2 separate regions of the Anas platyrhynchos genome follow, and region 1 is linked to region 2. Evidence: chromatin contacts called from public Hi-C data. All regions are on one chromosome and are shown on one strand. The core of a region is the stretch at or near the end of the contact, and the rest is flanking DNA. Distances in the headings are between cores, read along the strand shown. Region 1 has its middle 24 kb from the start of TAF1B. Region 2 holds the start of ADAM17 (ADAM metallopeptidase domain 17).

What was found. Hi-C and Micro-C count contacts between places; a contact is called where the count stands out from the background.
Region 1: a contact with region 2 is called in a Hi-C map of subcutaneous adipose tissue, with 1.8 times the contacts expected there. The contact joins the enhancer-like site here to the promoter of ADAM17 in region 2. A contact is called at or near these places in 2 of 8 Hi-C or Micro-C datasets (liver and subcutaneous adipose tissue).

Annotation. Positions count from the first base shown.
Region 1 is chr3:105,070,422-105,074,431 of IASCAAS_PekinDuck_T2T, forward strand. No RefSeq gene overlaps it. Among named protein-coding and RNA genes, the nearest start is that of TAF1B, 24 kb to the right of the region's middle. Within about 2 kb of position 1,925, at least 5 of the 8 cell types and tissues checked have an H3K27ac peak or open chromatin away from gene starts, as enhancers often do.
Region 2 is chr3:104,955,897-104,959,560 of IASCAAS_PekinDuck_T2T, forward strand. It overlaps ADAM17 (ADAM metallopeptidase domain 17), which reads right to left and starts at 2,346. Exons shown (of 19, transcript XM_038177651.2): 1 at 2,117-2,346. The coding sequence starts at 2,225. It overlaps LOC106015289 (a long non-coding RNA gene), which reads left to right and starts at 2,270. Exons shown (of 4, transcript XR_002399529.4): 1 at 2,270-2,581; 2 at 2,658-2,714; 3 at 2,838-3,664.

The sequences.
Region 1 (4,010 bases), core at 675-3,174, 110 kb after region 2:
TGGGCTCACATCATATTGGCACTGTATAACCAAGGTCAAAGGCATCACAATTTGGCTGAGATAAAATATTCAGTTGTGTCTCTGTGACAGCTCGATGAGATACCAGATATATAATAGCTTGAAAGGAGACAATTCACATTTACTACAGCAGTCATAAATAAATTACTAACCAACAAATATTTATAATATTAAAATATTTCACGATGCATAAACAACAACTCACAAGTAGTATAAATCATATTTCACAACGATTACAAGTGAGTTAATCCTTCATACTCAAGGAGTGATTTTTTTTTTTTTCATGCAATGAGTGAAAGAGCTGTTAGAGAAAAGGGTAGGTGGTTTGTGCCAGGACACCATTGGGTTGTTTCTGCTTCAGCTCTGAAAATTTTTAGAAGAGTAGAAGGTGAAATTGTTCAGAGGAATCGTTTTGCCCCAAGGATGCTGTACTGGGGCAGGTGGCCGCAGGACGAGGTAGCACGTGCTCACCCTGAGCCCTGCTGCAATTTTTGTCTATTTTCTTCTGGGGCCATCGCTTGTGAGGCCACGTGGGCAGCTGGATGGAGAAACTGGTTCAGCTGAAAGTTGAAACTAACTGGTTTTGGCTAAAAGTTGCTGTGGTTTTGGCAGCTGTGGCCATTGTTGTTGCAAAGCCAAGAAACTAATGGAAATACTAAATTCCAAATTATGCTCGTTCTTAGAAGTTTGCATAGGGATATCTGATAACTTTGCAGCAAGTCTTTAGGGTCTTGAGAAAGGTATTTAAAGGGAACATAACACTGAGATGGAGAAGGAACTGCGTTTAGAAATACACACCAGTCAGGCTCCCTAGGGATGTTCCTCGTCTCTTTTTCCTCTCCAATTGCACAATATCACATAATACATAATCCCATAGTACATGCAGCCTGCAATAATATACATTAATAATCAGCAGCACTTATGGTGTTAGACATCTTCAAAGCTGTCTACAAACCTTAGCTAATTAATCCGTCTCAAGACCCCTTGGCTAAGCATAATTATGCTGGAGAAGCTGAAAGGTTAAAGGAGTTACTGCAGGATGGGGATAACAGAGGGCTGAGAGCTCTGACCCCATGCTTTTCCTTCTCCTTACACACCATGGGCTATCATACATCAGTAAAACCAACAAAAAGTTAAGCAAAATATAAAGTTTTTCATGTGGCCCTTTGGAGTGACCTGTTGTTGCTCATCATGTTGTTCCCTGGGAGCAAGTTAGAGACCCTAAAGTGACAATAAAACTATTCCCCTGCTCAGCACCACTGCTAATATTGCACATGTGAACCACAACATGAAACTTCAGCAGTTGAATCCCACCCAAAGCCTGGAGTCCTGCTTTGGATTAGGTGTTCGGCTTTGCACCTGGTCTTAGGGAAGGTCTGAGCCCATTCCCAAAGCTGGCCAAAGCAGCTCTTTCTCTCTTTCTGGAAGCACCTCCATGTGTCTACAGATATTTGTCAATTGTGTTTGATGAAAAACACCTGCTTGATGCTTTTTAGCCAAAACTTTCCTGTTCGTGCAGATAGACAAATTCAAGATCGTATTTTATACCATCTGCACGTCTGCTTTGCTGAATTCCTTGCTCTGGAAGGAAAGGATACAAGATTTAATATCACAATTTGAAGGGAAGGCTTGGAGTTTCCAGTCTGAGTGATTTTATCTAAACTTTCTCTTCATACTTATGTTTTTGGTTTGTTTTTTTTTTTTTTTAAAAAACGAAACAAAACAAAACTACCACAGAGCTGTTGTGTGCCGACATTTGTCACTGCTCAGGATGTATCTGAGCAGGACTTTTCAGACTTGCCAGGAGCAGAACTGCAGATCTGAGCTAGGGAGCTCAGCACCACTGAGCAGATCCACGTGCAGCATCTCCAGTGCCAGTGCCCCTGCATCATCCAGCGGTCAGATTTTCAAGGGTGTTTCATCAGTGGGAGCAAAGGGTGCTCAGTTCCTTCAGACGGTAAGCAAAAATGTGTGCAACAAAGGCATAATTAACAGATGAGTCATTCATTCTCATTTTTCTGTGGCAACATCGGTGCTGCTCAGTCTGGGGGTAGACGGTAGTTATAACCAACTGCTAACGATGCAAAATCCATCCATCACGGTCACCTCCTTCCCTCGGGGAAGCAGCAAGGGAAGGAGGGCGAGGAAGCTGGAACAGATAAGCACTGTAAGACACCCCCCAGTTGAGCAAAACACCGAAATACAGGCGCTGCAGTCATGCTGACTTCAGCAAGCCCTGCTCACGTGGAGAAAAAAAAAATAGAGCAAGGCCTTGCACACTTAGCATCAGCAAAATGCCGGTTTATTAAGATAACCAGGCCTAAGGGAAAAAATAAACAAAGTTCTTTAACTTGTTACTTGCATAATCCCCCATGCCTTTTGGTTCTGCCTGTGGTCTCGCACCCGGCTGGCGGTGCCGTAACTCCGGGGCTTTAACGGCGCTGGTCGAGGGACGGGGCCGAGCCCACCGACCGAGCTCTGCTCCAAAAGCACAGCATAAGGTTTTATAATCAGCTTTTTATTAATTCCTGCTCCGAGGTGCCTGGTTTCAAATAAGAAGGCTTCTCGTTTTCTAGCCCACATACCGAGTATCTGATGGATGATCAGTATTTTTCTTGACTATGGCAGATCGAATCTCTCCCTGGTGACACTTTGCTCCTGCCAGCAGATTAATCCCAGGAATTAGTTTAATCTATTACCTTTGGTTTCATTTTCCCTGAAATGTTTGTAAAAGAAGATAAATAAGGACAAAGCAATGCGGAGATAAAGCCAACACACAAGCCAGACTAAAAATAACCTGGCAAGCTGTTCTCACTGGACAGTATAAATATTCCTTTCAGGTTAAAAATATTTCTTTGAGGATGCAGAACCCTTAAAAATATAATAGGTCTTGGACAATGACACTTCCTCCCAGCCGGCCCAGGAGCGTGTTTTTGCCGGTAAAGGATATGCTCTGCTCTGCAGAGGAAACCGGTGCTGGCCGGCCTCACCATGGAAACTCCAGTCCTGGCTAAAAAAAGACCAATTTATCTACCGACAAATATCCTTACTTTTGGAATAACAGCAATAACAACAACAAAGAGCGGCGGGTGTTAACGTTGTCAGTGTTCGGGGACTCGTTTTGTCCCGCTGCCCCTGCCAGAGCACCCGGGCACCGCGGGTGACCAAGCGCTGCGCGATGACGACTGCACACCCACCCCAAAAAGAGCACAGAGGAGGGAAGGGTCAGTCACAGCAATCAGCAAGCTGGTGATAAAAGAGCAGCCAGAAATATCACGCCGTCTTTCCTGTGTCATCCCAACCGCCACAGCGAACCAGAGGTGATTTTACACAGGCTTTGTCCTCTCTGGAGGCAGGGTGCTTTTACATCAGTCCCGGCTACGATTTGACTTCCCCGCTGTGTTAGATGCTGGCACATCTGTGCGTGAGCCAAGGAGAGGGGCTGCATGGGCTGGGGGTCTCCAGCACCTGCAAGGACAGCACGGGCAGCGTTTAGGAAGAGGGAGAGCTGTGGCTTCCCATTAACCAGAAGGGTGCATCACTGCTCTCATTGCTATTTTTTCAGAAAATACAGAAGGATTTTTTTTCTCAGTAAATAAATAAATAAAGAAAAGAAAAATAATTAAAACAAATAAAAATAAATAAATAAACCACGCAGAGCAAATAATTTGGAAGTGTTCAGGAGTGTTGGAAATCATGTGGAAAGTGCTTTGGGCTAATTTCGTGAACCACAACAGAGCCGTAGCGGGGAGGAACACACTTTCATCTTATTTATTTCTCTCTGCCTTTAGCTGCTGGGTTTGTTAGTGCAAGCTTCTCCTTGTGATCTGCTCTGCACAGCCCGGCCCTGCTGGCTGCGTGGTGTCTGTCCCACCAGCACAGGCACAAACCCTCCCCGCTGCTTGGGCCAGGGCCCCGGCACCCACACAGCACAGGAGGGCTCCTGGTGTTCAGATGAAACCTTCTCTGCTCCAGTTTGTGCCCACTGCCTC
Region 2 (3,664 bases), core at 1,096-3,595:
CCTCTGTATGGAATCAGTGGCTGTTTATTTGCTGTCTGAAAGGATGAAGTGTGTGGATAAGTAACATTATTAATCAAGCATACCCTTATTTTAACAAATTTTAGACAAGCTCCCTCAAAAAATGCTTCTATGGATTTAATTTACTGAAGGAGAGAACAACAAAATCCTTCAAGAAAATCAGGGTGGAGCAAGTGTGAAAAAACCCACAAGAAAAAAAAAATCCTCACTATGTTTGTGACAAGCATTTCAGCATGGTTGAAAAAAAATTATCTTGGAGTGATGATTCAACAGCAAGCAGAGAGGCCAGAAAATTACTCAGAAAGAAAACAAAACCAAAAGCATTCATCACTACACTTCATCACTGTAAATCCACGGTAGCTTTGTATCACGAATACTACCTGCAGTCCGAGTCATGTATCTCAAATAACTAAAAACCCAGCACAAACAGAAGGTGCGCACACAAAGGTAACAAAGACCAATTAAGTCATGAACTTTTTCCTCATACTAAGAATTATTACACAGACCGAGATTTTCCCACTTGAAAGAAGAGCGTGAAGGAAATGAATAATTGTGCTCCACATTCACCACTGTTGGCAACAGAAACCACAGAAACAGACAATGTTCGGAAACAAACGGAAGAAAGGATATTTTCCTCCATGCATTACTTAATAAAACTGACAAACTCTTAGTCCAGGCGTGGTGGTACAGAGGCCAAAAATACAAAAGGCATCAGATAAAGCTCAAGTGGGTCCCTTAGAAGGCACGAAATCTCATGGTCCAAAATGCAAACTCTGCTTGAAGAAATCCCTAGGCCTGCCTGCAGTTGGAGGGATAAGCTGCATTTGTTGTGTTTGTCGCACTTCCTGGAACATCCACTGCTTCCTACCCCTACCTGCTTCCTGCAGTGACTAATTGCTGTGGCCTGCACAGAACAAAAAGTCAGCCTGAGGTGGGGGAGAGTGGGACCAAGGTACAGCCTGCATGACTGACATGATATCTGTCAAAGAGAGAGAAACAAAGAGAGGGGACTTGAAGCAGTCACCGTGGGCAGCACCACCTGGAGACATCACATCTGACGGGGTAACAAGCAACCGCTGCCTCTCACAGACACGTCTGCCAGTTCAGAGAGCCTTTTGCTCACCAGACAGAAGTTTGCAGCTTAAAATAAATGCTCAGGTGCAAAAGTAAGGTTACAGAAGTAAAATAGGAAGGCTATGTTCAGCTTTCTGGAAGTCACATCCAGCCCCAACAGCTTCAGGCTCTCTCTGCAATGGTGACTCTTCAACCAGAGCTACGAAGAGCAGCCTTTTACCTGATCATCCTGCTCTAGCATAACGCAGACTCCTGCAAGGAAAGCTCTTCAGCAGACCACCAGCATGAAGATAACACGGTCATCACCTCCCCAAAGAGGCCGACAGGCCCCAAGCACCACGCATCAGTGACACCTTCAGCTATGGAACAGTGCAGCCAGCAGGAGCAGGGAGGTGATCGTCCCCCTGAGCTCTGCTCTGGTGGGGCTGCACTAAGTGCTGTGGTCAGTTTTGGGATGATACAAGAAGGATGTCAAGGCCCTGGAGTGTGTCCAGAGAAGGGCTACGAAGCTGGTGAAGGGCCTGGAGCACAAGTCCTGTGAGGAGCAGCTGAGGGAGCTGGGGGTGTTTGGGCTGGAGAAGAGGAGGCTCAGGGCAGATCTTGTTGCTCTCTGCAGCTACCTGAAAGGAAGGGGTGGGGAGCTGGGGGTCGGCCTCTGCTCACAGGTAACCAGTGATAGGACTAGAGGGAATGGCCTCAAGTTGCGCCAGGGGAGGTTCAGGTTGGAAACGAGGAGATGTTTCTGTGGCCAGGCGCTGGGATGGGTGACACGGGGAGGCGGTGGCGTCCCCGTCCCTGGGGGTGCTCAGGGGGAGGCTCAGGGAGACCCAGTGCTTGGGGACACGGCGCAGCGGTGACACCGGCGGTCGGAGCAAGCGATCTGGAGCCCCTCTCCGTGCTCAACGCCCCTGCTGGGCACAGCCCCTCACGCTGTGTGCCCGACGGGTCCCGCACCCCCCCCGACCCCGACCCCAACCCCAACCCCGACCCCGACCCCGACCCCGAGGTCCCGCCCGCCCCTTACCGTAGCGCTGCCTCTGCGGAGGGCGCCCCAGCGCCTGCAGCTCGCCCGTTGCCGCCAGCAGCAGCAGCAGCAGGGCAGGGAGCAGCCCCAGGCGCAGCCGGAGCCCCATGGCTCCCCGCCGGGCTCCCCTCGCACCCAGCCCCTCACGGCCCCTTCAGGCCGCGCCGGGTCCCGCCGCCATCCTGGGCTCGCAGCCGGAAGCCCGCGCGGAGCATTGTGGGGCGGGCGGCGCCGCCATCTTAGGGAGCAGGGCGGGGAGAGGGGCCGGGGGGCGGGAGCGCGCTCGCTCCCTCACAAATACCTCATCCCTCCTGCCTTAGGGCTCCTCGGAGATAGTATTAGTGCTTTTTGGTGAACCTGAAGGGCTTTTCTAGTTTTGTGTGCTCCCGAGGGTTGTTTGCAGTGCTCACTACTAGCATGGGTCTGTGGGTTGTATATTTGCAAACAGCAGCTGTGCTAATAAAGGTGCACGAAGGCGGTGTGTGGGTTATGGCTATGCTGTGGTGCACCAGTTAATGCTGCCCTGGCCTTCTATTTTTAGCTGATGCACTTGGCAGAAATGAAGAAAAATATCACCTACCCTGCTTCTTGCCACACTGTACGTTAATTAACCTGAAACACTTACATAACCATGGCATATAATTACTCATTTTTTCACAAGGACAACCATACTGCTTAAAACGAGTGTTTGTCTCATGTTTTTGTTTGTTTTTGTCTCTAGTGATCGGAAGATAATAAACAGCTGGTGAAGCCTCCTGGGAATATGCTTGGAGTTTCCAACAATTTACATCTGTTGATTCCCAAAATCAGGGGTAGCATCTTGCTTGGCAGCTCGCAATGTATACATCCTCCAGAAATTCATCCAGATGACTCTCTGCTCCCTGTGAACTTGCAGTACATGCAACATCCTGCAGTAGGGCGCTCCGCAGTGTAGTCAATGCAGGAAGAATCACTTTCTTTGCTTTCAACCTGACACCTTGTGTCACTTTTCGGCTACTATTCTATGAACTTTTCCAGTTCTAGCATGTGCTGTTTGAGATGGTAGCGTTGAAAATGCATACAGTGTTCACGTTACAAACATACATTGGATTTAGAAAGTGGCATAACTATTCTGTGTGTTCTCAAAGTATTTCCTAAATATTTCTAACGTTTAAGACATTGTTGAATACTGCTAGGCACTGAGCTGCCGTCGTCCTAAATATACCTATTAAATTTCCAAGATTACACTCCTGAAGTGCAGGGGTCCGCTCAGTCATAATTACTCATAATTTTGAACATTTTTCCCCACTTGCGTCACTGAAAATCACTTTATTGCCAGTCACTGAAGGCCCAGTTCAGTTGCCCAGATCTAGGTGTCTAGCTCTACTTCAGGTGACCCAGGGTATCTCACTGAGGCTTCAGAAGGGCGTGGGACTCCATCAGATCCCCTGCAAGAACCATTAAGATGTCTCCCATGTGCAAGGGCGTGAGTGTGGGTAATTGAGCCCTGAGTATTTAAGGTCTTTTTGTAATTCTTCTCAGCCACACCTCTTCTTTTCTTCCATGAAC